Regions from separate parts of the Rattus norvegicus genome. Here region 2 is linked to region 1. Evidence: chromatin contacts called from public Hi-C data. All regions are on one chromosome and are shown on one strand. The core of a region is the stretch at or near the end of the contact, and the rest is flanking DNA. Distances in the headings are between cores, read along the strand shown. Region 1 holds the start of Cd164 (CD164 molecule). Region 2 has its middle 16 kb from the start of Cep57l1.

Evidence for each region. A called contact is a pair of places that touch in the nucleus more often than the background predicts.
Region 2: a Hi-C map of liver shows a contact between it and region 1, with 2.7 times the contacts expected there. The contact joins the enhancer-like site here to the promoter of Cd164 in region 1. A contact is called at or near these places in 5 of 12 Hi-C or Micro-C datasets (the A7r5 cell line, Schwann cells, kidney and 2 more).

Annotation. Positions count from the first base shown.
Region 1 is chr20:46,603,053-46,608,466 of GRCr8, forward strand. It overlaps Cd164 (CD164 molecule), which reads left to right and starts at 3,387. Exons shown (of 6, transcript NM_031812.1): 1 at 3,387-3,563. The coding sequence starts at 3,401.
Region 2 is chr20:46,889,974-46,895,387 of GRCr8, forward strand. It overlaps a transcript of Sesn1 not described here. Among named protein-coding and RNA genes, the nearest start is that of Cep57l1, 16 kb to the left of the region's middle. Within about 2 kb of position 2,683, at least 15 of the 93 cell types and tissues checked have an H3K27ac peak or open chromatin away from gene starts, as enhancers often do. A contact at or near this core is called in liver, where this site is marked.

The DNA.
Region 1 (5,414 bases), core at 2,137-4,636:
TGTCTTTTACCGTCTATTGTAATGCTAAGTGTGGGCCCTCAAGATCAGGAGTCTGCACCATAGCCTGTGACCCTGCCACTGATGTAATTATGATACGTGAATAAAGATAGTTTGGTCAATAGCTGGGCAGAAGAGACATAGGCAGGGTTTAGGTTTCGAGGGCTTTTGGGGAGAGGACAGCCAAGAGAAGAAAAGAAGGTACAAAGGAGGAGAAAGGAGAAGCTGCCATGGGTTAAGGGTCTAGAGAGCATGGCTCTGAGGGCTGCCCAATTGGAGCTAAGAGCAGCCCAGATGAAACAAGTAAATAGGAAGTAATAACTCGGGATTATTGATAGGAAAGTGAATTCTAACAGCATGGAGGGGAGGCAGCTGCCTGGCTATTGTTGTGTTTAGGGCTTATTGTAGATATAAAGGTTCTGAGTATGCCTTTTATCTGGGTAGAAACCTTAGGCTAGGATTTAAAGTAATTTCTCCCACGTGTGCAGTGGTTCATATGACCACCATTTAAAGTATGCAGTGATCCTCCACAGTGGACGTTGAGACAAGAGGAGCAGAATTATCCTTTATTCACATGCCTTGAGACCACCCTAGACTACCTGAGATCCTGTCTCAAAATAAATTTGAAAATCAAATAATAAAATTTAAAATGGCATTTGTCCCCGACTATCAACAGTTACTGATTATTTGGTAATGAATGGTTTAGTAACGCCATGACCCCAGATTCTTTTTTTTTTTTTAAGATTTATTCATTTATTATATATAAGTACACTATAGCTGTCTTCAGATACACCAGAAGAGGGCATCGGATCTCTTTACAGATGGTTGTGAGCCACCATGTGGTTGCTGGGAATTGAACTCAGGACCTCTGGAAGAGCAGTCAGTGCTCTTAACCGCTGAGCCATCTCTCCAGCCCCCATGACCCCAGATTCTTGAATTTTTTTTTCTTTTTCTTTTTTTTTCAGAGCTGGGGACCGAACCCAGGGCCTTGCGGTTGCTAGGCAAGCGCTCTACTACTGAGCTAAATCCCCAACCCCAGATTCTTGAATTTTTATATCGTACAAGTATTTTAAGTTAAACATGTTTGTTTTGGACTGAAAGCAAGTGAAGACATTAATAATGATGGCTGGCACAACAGATACCTAATAAAGACTCGGTAATGTCTCCCAACAAAACCAGTTCAGTGACAGTGTGTCATCTTTCAAGGGGCATTAAGACTATCATACTGTGTTGTTGCCAGTTTTCACTGATACCATAGGAATTTTTCAGTAAACCAAATGAACTAATTCAAAGGTGTCTCCCTAACATTCAAACTTTCTTCCCTACCCTCCCAAAATGGAATCACTACCTTTTACACAATGTAAATATCTGATATGCATAATATCTGATATGTGACCCCCAAGGGGGTCTAGCACATTAGTTTTCAACTAAGGTTGTTGATTTTACCATTGGGGAGCACTGGAAATGTTAGGGGTTGTGTTGGCACAAGGGAAGGGTAGTGTGTTTTCTACCTTCTCCTAGATAGAGGCCAGGTTGTTATTATACAACCTATAAAGACGAGACGGGAAGAGTCGACTAACCTACAACCACAATAGTGTCAAAGTTGAGAAACAGGGTAATAGACAGAATTCTGCTCCTTTAAACTGGAAATAAAGCTGTTTCTACAACTGACTAAAGTCAGTTCCTTGATCTAGTTCTGCAGATGCCATTGAAATAAAGCGAGCTAGTAGTTTGTTAGTCTTGAAACTGTCCCCTTAGAAAGCCGAAAGGATCTGATGACTAAAGTTGGAACAGTCAAGTGACAAGCTGTTTAATCAATGGTCCCCACAGCAAAGTGCGTTCATCCTAGGGGACAAATGAGATCATCGATCTGGGAGCAGGAGGAAAAGAAACGTAACCTCTGCTCTTAAATCTTCCAACGTCACGAGTTGAGTAGTCAGCCTTCTTTTAGCCTCGATGTCACGTGAGGCATTTGAGAAAACAGCAGCTTCGCTAAAGCACATATGATGGCTACTTATTGACTGCACCCTAATGCTAAGACCACCGGTTAGGTTTAGCTTACAGAGTTCACCCACAAGGCAACACTGAACTCGCTACTGGCAGAAATGAGGGCCTCCAATCTTCCGCTAAAGTTGTAAAAACGCGTCTACAGTCGTTTTTAAAAATGTGTACTACAGCTGAGATTCTTGTTATGACACTTAAATTACAACATAAAACACCACGGCAAATGCTTGGCAAATGCTAAGCAGTCAAGACAGCATTACATACCCCGACTCATGCATGAGGGGCAATCGTTCTATCAAATGAGCAGCATCCCCAGCTCTACAGATCATTTTCAAGTTTTATTTAAAAAAAAAAAACAAAAAACAAAAACAAAAACAAAAAAAAAACCAAAACCTTAATAAAAGTACGTCAAGCGTTGAGTATTTTGTGAGACCAGCATCAGATGGCGCTCACGACTACGGAAAGCCAGAGTCAGACAGACACTGAAAATGCTGGTTCTGCCACCAGGCAATCCTAGTATCAGGGTCAGGTCACTTTCCCCAAGTCTCGTACTTTCTCACTTGTGTGGGAAGGGACACGAAGGCTTTTTCATCCTTGACCGTTTCTTTCTGACCACAGTGATTGGTGTTGGGAGAGGTCGGCCGCTACTGCGGATCTCTGAGTCACTCGGAAGAAGCAGGTTAGGCAAGGGCACCGATGGCGGTTACGACATGGAAGCGTCCGGGACAGAAGATCACTTTCGGTCCCACCCACAACCACCCGCACTGAACCCGCGGCCGGGAAGAAACTCCTTGATCACGAGGCCCCGTCATTACCCTGAGTCCCCGAACTCTTTAAAAAAAAATCACACTTAAAAATACATCAAACTTCAAGGGGAAAAGGCCGCGCCAACAGAGCCCTAAGGGAGCGAGCGCTGCCAGCACAACACAAACCCAGCGGTCTCAGACTCTACCCGGCTAAACCGAACTCCGCAGCGCGCTACCGAAGGGGTCACGTGACCCATCGCGGCCCGCCTCCCAGGCGGTGCAGGGAGACGCCCCCCGCTGCGTCACGTGGGCAGTTCCATCCTTGCCGGCGCGGGGGAGGGCCTTCTGTGGTCCCGATGTGAGGAGAGCTCCATTGTGTCGCGCGTGGCCCTCTCAGGACAAGAAGGACCGCTTTGCGACTCAAAGGACTGCTGCCTCAGAGGAGCAACATGGCGGCGGCCTCCTCGGCCGCCTCTTCCCCTCCTGCCGGCTTCCTGGTGGTCTCACCCGCCCCGCCCCCCGCCGGGCCGATCACGTGACCGCCGCGCGCTCCGGCGGGGCGGGCTTCTCGGGGGCGGCGCCGCAGGGACGCAGGGCTGGACGGAACCTGGCTTGCCGCAGCTTTTCTCCTGGACGCCTGGGCTGAGGACACGATGTCGGGCGCCTCCCGCGGACTGTTCTGGGCCGCCACCTGCCTCGCCGCGCTCTGCCTGTCGGCCGCGCAGAGCAACAGCAGCGCATCTCCCAACGTGACTGACCCGCCGACCACGACCAGCAAAGTGGTCCCGACGACGCTCACCACCACCAAGCCGCCAGGTGGGCGCCCGCCACACGGGCCGAGCCGGTGGGGACTCGCGCAACATGGCCGCCTGGCCCGAGCGCGACGGCCCTACGGGTGGGGAGCGAAGGCTCCGGGCGAGCTAGGCCGCGGGGCTGCTCCCGCTCCCCGAGCTTTACCCTCCGGGGCGCCAACCCCCAAGCGCCTGGTAACTCCGCGCCGCAGCTCGAGACGGCGACGTGGCTTGCTTCCGAGGTGGCAGTTGGGAGTAATTGGGCGCCCGGCAGTCGGCGGGGAGCGCAAACTTTGGGCTCGTGGGACAGGTTCTTGTGCTCCCCTCGAGGCTTCTCCGGAAGTTTAAGTGAAGGCGTTGGGGGTGAGGGGGGAACTTAAAGATGCATTGGTTGTCCCTTTCCCCCTCCCACCAGCGAGGCTCTAAGAAATTCAGTCTCCTGTAACTTCACGGTGACTTAGCCCAGCGGTGTTGGCTGTATCTGAGATTTGGGTGGTCAGGGATGAACGAGGCTTGTGGCGAATGATGAGAAGTGAAACCTAGGGGCATATAGAAGAAAGAGCAAGATCTGATCTCCCGGGAACAAGCCCTGTGTTTTGAGGGCTGTGGAGTTAAATTGAAATCAAGTCTATCCATTTTTCTGAAATCCAATCAAGGAACACGCCTTTTGTTCAACTCTAGGGTTCGTTAAGGCTTGTACAAATCGGCGTAGGCCGTGACAACGCAAATGAGACAGAAGATAGATTTGAAGTAATGAGGCGAAAACACGACGTGTTTTAAATTGGCTGTTGCACTTAATCTAGTAACTGCGCTTTTCAACCTAAAGATTGACTTGTTCCAGTGCCTTTTCTAGTTTCAACGTTTTGTACGAATAAAACTGTGTGCAATACCAGATTTTTGTTAGACTCGGAAGGATGCTAGGGCAACGTTCAAATTTTTTTTTTTTTTTGGTTCTTTTTTTCGGAGCTGGGGACCGAACCCAGGGCCTTGCGCTTCCTAGGTAAGCGCTCTACCACTGAGCTAAATCCCCAGCCCCCGTTCAAATATTTTTAAATGAACAAAGCAAATTCTGGGAATTTCTATCATAGTTAAGGTGATAAAAGCAGAATATTTTTTGACTCCTACCTACTCTACCTACTTGACAATTTCCTCCCAGACTTGTAATGTGTGGGTTCTTCATAGTGTTTTAAGAGAAGCCTGGAAATACTAAGTTAATTGCCTCTGTATAGCTGAAATCCCGCACAGAGGAGATAACTAGCAATTTTCTAGCAATTATGGGATAAGCTGCAGGGTGGAAAGGAGCCTTCCAAAGGCTTGACCCAGGATCAGGCTTCCGAGACTGTGAATGGGGTGTCTTAACGTATGCTTTGTCAAGGCCTCTTCGTGGCCCAGTTTTAGTAAATAAGTATTGGGATCTAGGGCTTCTGCAGAACAGTTTGGGCAGGCAAGATGAAAGCAAAGGAGAAAGTTTCTAGTTTCTAGAGAAGAAAGGAAATTAGCCCCATTCTGTACGACCATTTCTTTATCCAGACATAGAATCGGCCGGCTAAGTTCTTCTGGATAGTTTGGTTTAGTGGTTTTCAACTTTCCAAATGCTGCCACCCCTTAATACAGTTGCTCATGTTGTGGAGGCCCCAACCCTAAAGTTACTTTGTAACTGCTTTATAACTGTAATTGTGTTACTTGTGTTGAGTCATACTGTAAATATCTGATAGGCAGATGGTCTTAGCAGACCCCAGTGAAAGGGCCAGTCCGCCCACCCACACCCAGAGAAGGGTCAGGACCCGCGCGGGTTTAGATTGCTGTCAGACTCGGGTATGAAAGTGGCCCGGTAAGGTGCATCTCCTGACTGTGGAGAAGACTGGAAACCGAATCA
Region 2 (5,414 bases), core at 1,433-3,932, 290 kb after region 1:
TTTGTCATTCTCACAGGTCAAATGTCTCGACTCTCTCCTGCTCACTCTCATGTGTGTGGAGTTGGAACCAAGATACCTTTTCCCCCTGTTTTTTGCAGTATGTCTATTTTTTGAATAGAGAAAACAATGCACACTGTGTATATACTGAGCCCGGTGTTTAGCCCTTTCACCTAGTTAGCGTCATGAGTCAGTCATCACGTCACACAGGTATTATCATCATTCTGTGCATTAAATGTCCAGAGAGATTAAATAGCTGGGCAAGACATAGCTAGTTAAGGAGAAGCTAGATTTCAGAGCAGGCCATGAGACTTGTCACCATTATACAGTATGATCTGAATAAAGATTTAATACAATATTAGCAGTCAGTATATATCACAAGATTATTTTGCCTTAAAAAACTCAAAAATTTACTTAAACCCTGACTTATTCTGGAACTGCATTTGAACCCTGGTGAGTGTTCATGTTTCTCTGGTCTATAGCGTTCATCACTGTCATTATAAATTACTGCCTGCCTGCAGTGGGGACGCAGAAATCCGATGTATAAAAAGGCTTGTCTTTACATAAAAGAGTCTCAGTCAGATGGCTCCTCTATGCACTACCTAAAGACAGTTTGGTGCATTTCCATGAGTACCAGCCTGGAGATGAGCTGAGTGTTAGCGCCGTCTCCTAGGTGGTAGCTCACCGTTGCCATGACAGTGCTGGCAGTGTGAGTGTTGTAGTGACTCCTTGCAGGGATCTTATTTTAGACCCTAGTGTTCCTAAGCGCTGAAGGTCCCCTTCCCGCCCCACACAAACCTTGAGTGGAAAAGTACTGCTGTTATAGCTGGCTTCGAGCTTTGTGGCTGAAAAGCTGTACTATTGTGGGTTTAAAAAAATAGTGTAGGAGTGTTGAGTATTTTTCCTGTGGATTATGACGGTTTGAAATCTCCCAAAATATGGTATTGCATTCCAAGTCAGACAGCAAGTTGTTTACCACACGGAAGGGACCTCAATTCTCTTGAGAAATCAAGCCCAGATTGTATGACTGCACTGAGCTCATACAGAATGATTTTCCATTGGCTTGTGACCCACGCATACTCTAAAGTCTCAGGACTTCCCTTTTACAGTTATTATATAAACGTTGTTATTAGAATCATTGTGTTTAAGCAGTGAAAAAAAGTGTTTTATGATTTCCATATTCAGTATTTACCTGCTTACATTTCCCTGGACTCATTTCTTATGTTGTAAACCCAGTAAATAATACAGTGACTTTAGGAACATACATGACTGGGTGTCTACACTAAAATTTGAGATTGTTTTCTCTACATCCCCACCCCAAATTCCCTGTGTTACTGGGGAGGGCCTTAAACTCTTGATCCTCCTGCCACCTCTGCCTCTGCCACCAAGCACTGACATTACCTGCACCAGCTCTCAACCTGAGTTCTACTACACTTGTACCAGTCAGCACAGACTAGTTTCGGACTCGTAACTGACAGTTTATTAACTTTCACATAGCAGTTAGTATTCAGAGTTTTGATATCCATGGTATGTACACTAAAAGTCCATTGCAGGATGAAAGGAGTGATGGTGTTGGCAAAAGACCATGTCAGAGAAAAGTACAGTCTCTGAGCTGTGCTACACGTCACAACTGTCAGCACATTGCATTTATTCTGTTTCCAAACCTGCTTTTCCCTTCGGGTCCGGTTCCATATCAACATGGTTAACTACCAGACCATCAAAGGTACTCAGGGCTGGGGCCGGGCTGGGACTGGTCTGGGGCCGGGCTGGGGTGGCTGGTAGTGTTTGCTTGACATGCATGGCTTGGCAGGGTATACCTGTACTCCCATCCTTGGAAGGCATGGGAAGGAGAACTAGACTTGGTCTTCTTGGCTACTTGTGACTTGAAGCTAGCTGGGGCTTCATGAGACTGTGTTTTAAAAAACAAAAAGCAATCATTTGGTGAGGGGGAATCTGTGTCTGTCCTAAACACATGCACTCTTGTCATTTCCCAGACAATACAGTATAACTACCATTTGTAATCTAGAGAGTGTGTGGATGGAAAGCTGTGTATGTGTGCAGAGAAGGACCACAGTGTATCAACCTTCACTGAAGTCTAGCACATCGTACATGGCTGGTCGAGTCTGTTGGTTCAGCTAGCCCTTTTGTTTCCTTTTCAATCTAACACAGAAAACTTCATTTTCTAGAAAAAAAGTTTGAATCCAAATTAGAAGTTTGTTTGGCCTTTGTACTAAGAAATGAGTTATTACTAAGTATACTTTCATTATTCATAGTAGTAATTACTCAGATAGAGAGGTGCTAAACTGGGTGTCCTGGTGTATGCCTGTAACCTCAGAGTCTGAATGGCTAAAGCAGGCAGATGACTGTAAAATGGGGGCCAGCCTGATTTACATACTGAGCTCCAGGCCAGGAAGACAATGTCTAAAATAAAAATAAGATAAAATAAAAGACAAACATTTGCTAATTCCATCTGCAATCGTCTTTGATGGCGTCTTTGAGTTCGGAAAGTAAGGAAACTTACAAAGATTCAAATGTTGAGTAAATAATAATCTACTTTTTAACAAGAACTTTAAAAAGTCATCTATTTACTGTATGTGTGAGCGTGCGTATGCTCTTATGCCATGGCCCACATGTGGGAGTCAGAAGACACTTGGCAGGAGCCAGCTGTCTCCGTCCTGTGGTCACAGAGGTGAAGCGCAGGTTGGCAGGCTTGGCAGCAAGCGTGTGACCTCCTGAGGCATGCTGCTGCCTTACTGTGGCCTGTCAGATGCAATGCTTGTATTGACCGGGGTAAGGACACTGGAGGGTGCCTGCCTGTCTTCCTGTCCTCGAGAACTTAGCAGTGGGGATGTTGGATTTCTCTGAGCCCTGCAGCATCACCCCCTTCATCCAGTCATCGCATGAGTAGCTTTTAAAGATACTTAAAAGTTCTTAAAAATCCTTTTTTGTGTCTGACACTATTCTGGCACTAAGAGGGTTTTTTGTTTGTTTGTTTGTTTTTAAGTAGAAAATGTTCTCGTTTTCAGTGAGTTAAAGGAAAACAATAAAAATAAACCAAGATTGTGACTAAGAGTTAAAATTGTATGATAGTATGTTATTAGCACTGTAGCTGCCGATAAAGTGTTTTATCTATAGCATATTTGAGTACAATCATAGTTGGGGTTTTTTAAGATTTATTTATTATATATAAGTACACTGTAGCTGTCTTCAGACACATCAGAAGAGGGCATTGGATCTCATTACAGATGGTTGTGAGCCAACATGTGGTTGCTGGGAATTGAACTCAGGGCCTCTGGAAGAGCAGTAAGTGCTCTTAACCACTGAGCCATCTCTCCAGCCCAGGTGGTTGTTTCTTAAGATTGATTTGTGTGTATGAGTGTTTGCCTGTATGAATGTGTGTACACCACAAGCATCCCTGGTACCTGAGGAGGGCAGAAGAGGGCAGCAGATCTCCTGGAATTAGAGTTACAGAAAGTTGTGAGCGTGTGTGTGTGTGTGTGTGTGTGTGTGTGTGTGTGTGTGTGTATGTTTACACTAGGGATTCAGCCCAGGGCCTCATAAATGCAAGGGTTCTAATACTGAACTACACCCCAACATCTCCCCCACTCCAAATACACACATACACACACATCTACACACACACTCACGGACATACACACTCACAGACATAAACACACACACACACACACACACACAATTTTCACTGAGTGCTTATCATGTACTACCTTCAAGGCATTTTATAAGCAGAATCGTAGCGTTTCAGTGAGCTGTACGGTTTGATGATCATCTCCAAGTACTAGAGACATATGTGTGTGCACTCCTCGCTGCCAACCTAGACTGACTTTCCGAGTGTGTCAGAGAAATTGGAAGGTCTCAGAAGCTTCCCTTGGACTCCAGTGTCCTAAAGGAGGGAGACACTGTCCAGGTGTGGAGGGACACAAATCTGCAAAATGCCTTTCGGGGTTGCTTGCTTGCTTGTTTGATTTGGTGTCCAGTATGTCTGGAATTCACTTCATAGACAAGCTGGCCTTAAGTGTATCACACTCCTCTCTTCTGCCCTCCTTTAGTGCTGGGCTTTTTTTTTTTTTTTTTTAAAGATTAGTTATTTATTTCATGTATGCGAGTACATTGTTGCTGTCTTCACACACACCAGAAGAGGGCATCAGATCCCATTACAGATAGTTGTGAGCCACCATGTGGTTGCTGGGAATTGAACTCAGGACCTTTGGAAGAGCAGTCAGTGCTCTTAACCGCTGAGCCATCTCTCCAGCCCTTACTGGGCCTTTTAATGTTTGCAGGTCCCACCTATATTCTGGAATACTTTGCACGACTCTGTGTGTGGTTTCCCTGTCATCTCTATGATTGCACAATTACGATTCTGTGCGGTAAGTTCTACATTTTTATAAATAAGAGAACAGGCTCAGGCCAGCTCTGGAAGTGTACCCCTTAATCCTAGCACTTGGAGGCAGAGGCAGGTGGATCTCTGTGAGTTCTTTGTAAGCAAGGAAAAGAGTTCTCCCCAGAACGGAAGTGACTAGGGAGCTGAGCCAGTGTATTCGAAGCTCTCTGCCCACCCACTGTGTTTGTACTGATGTGTTAGAGGGCACCAGGGGAGGAAGGCTTCTGCTCTCCCACAGACTGGCCTGTTAATTTTGAGGTAGCTCTTTGTTAGTTCCTATTCTCTCGTAACAAGCATGTATTACTTTAGTATTTAAAGAGCAATTTAAAAATCATTGTGGAAAAATTATATGACATATAGAGTATTAACAGTGATTCAAAGCAGGGATGATGAGGCTTGGCTGAGATAATAAAGATAGCTTAATAGAGCAGATCAATTCTCATGTAATAATTAACTTTTCTTCTCAGCTTATCTGTTTACACAGGCATGCACTCTTTCTATCCCCAACATGCCCAAGCCTAGCCCCTGAGAGGACTGGCTGGCCCTGTAACTCTGTCTCTGCTGATCTGGCCTGCAGACCAAGCCTAGCCCCTGAGGACTGGCTAGCTGGTAACTCTGTCTCTGCTGATCAGGCCTGCAGACCAATCCTAGCCCCTGAGGACTGGCTAGCTGGTAACTCTGGCTCTGCTGATCTGGCCTGCAGAGCGAGCTTTGCTCTGATCCTCCTTTCCTTTTGTGCCCCTTTTATCATTCTTGCTCCATCTGCAAAGCGCGTGAGAACTTGTAGCCAGGACTCCTGTGAAAGCCGTTTTGTTTTTATTTTTAAGGTAGGGCCTCCCATAGCTCAGTCTGGCCTTGGATTTGTTTGGTGTGTGCTGAGGGCAGTCTTAAACTTCTGGCCTTCCTTCCAGGTTCCCTACCTGCCTCCCAAGTGTTAGTTCTAGTCCTGTGTGCTCCTGGCCGGCCTGGCAGCTTTGGTTTGCACTGTCCTAAAACAGGGTCTTGCAGTGTAGGCCAG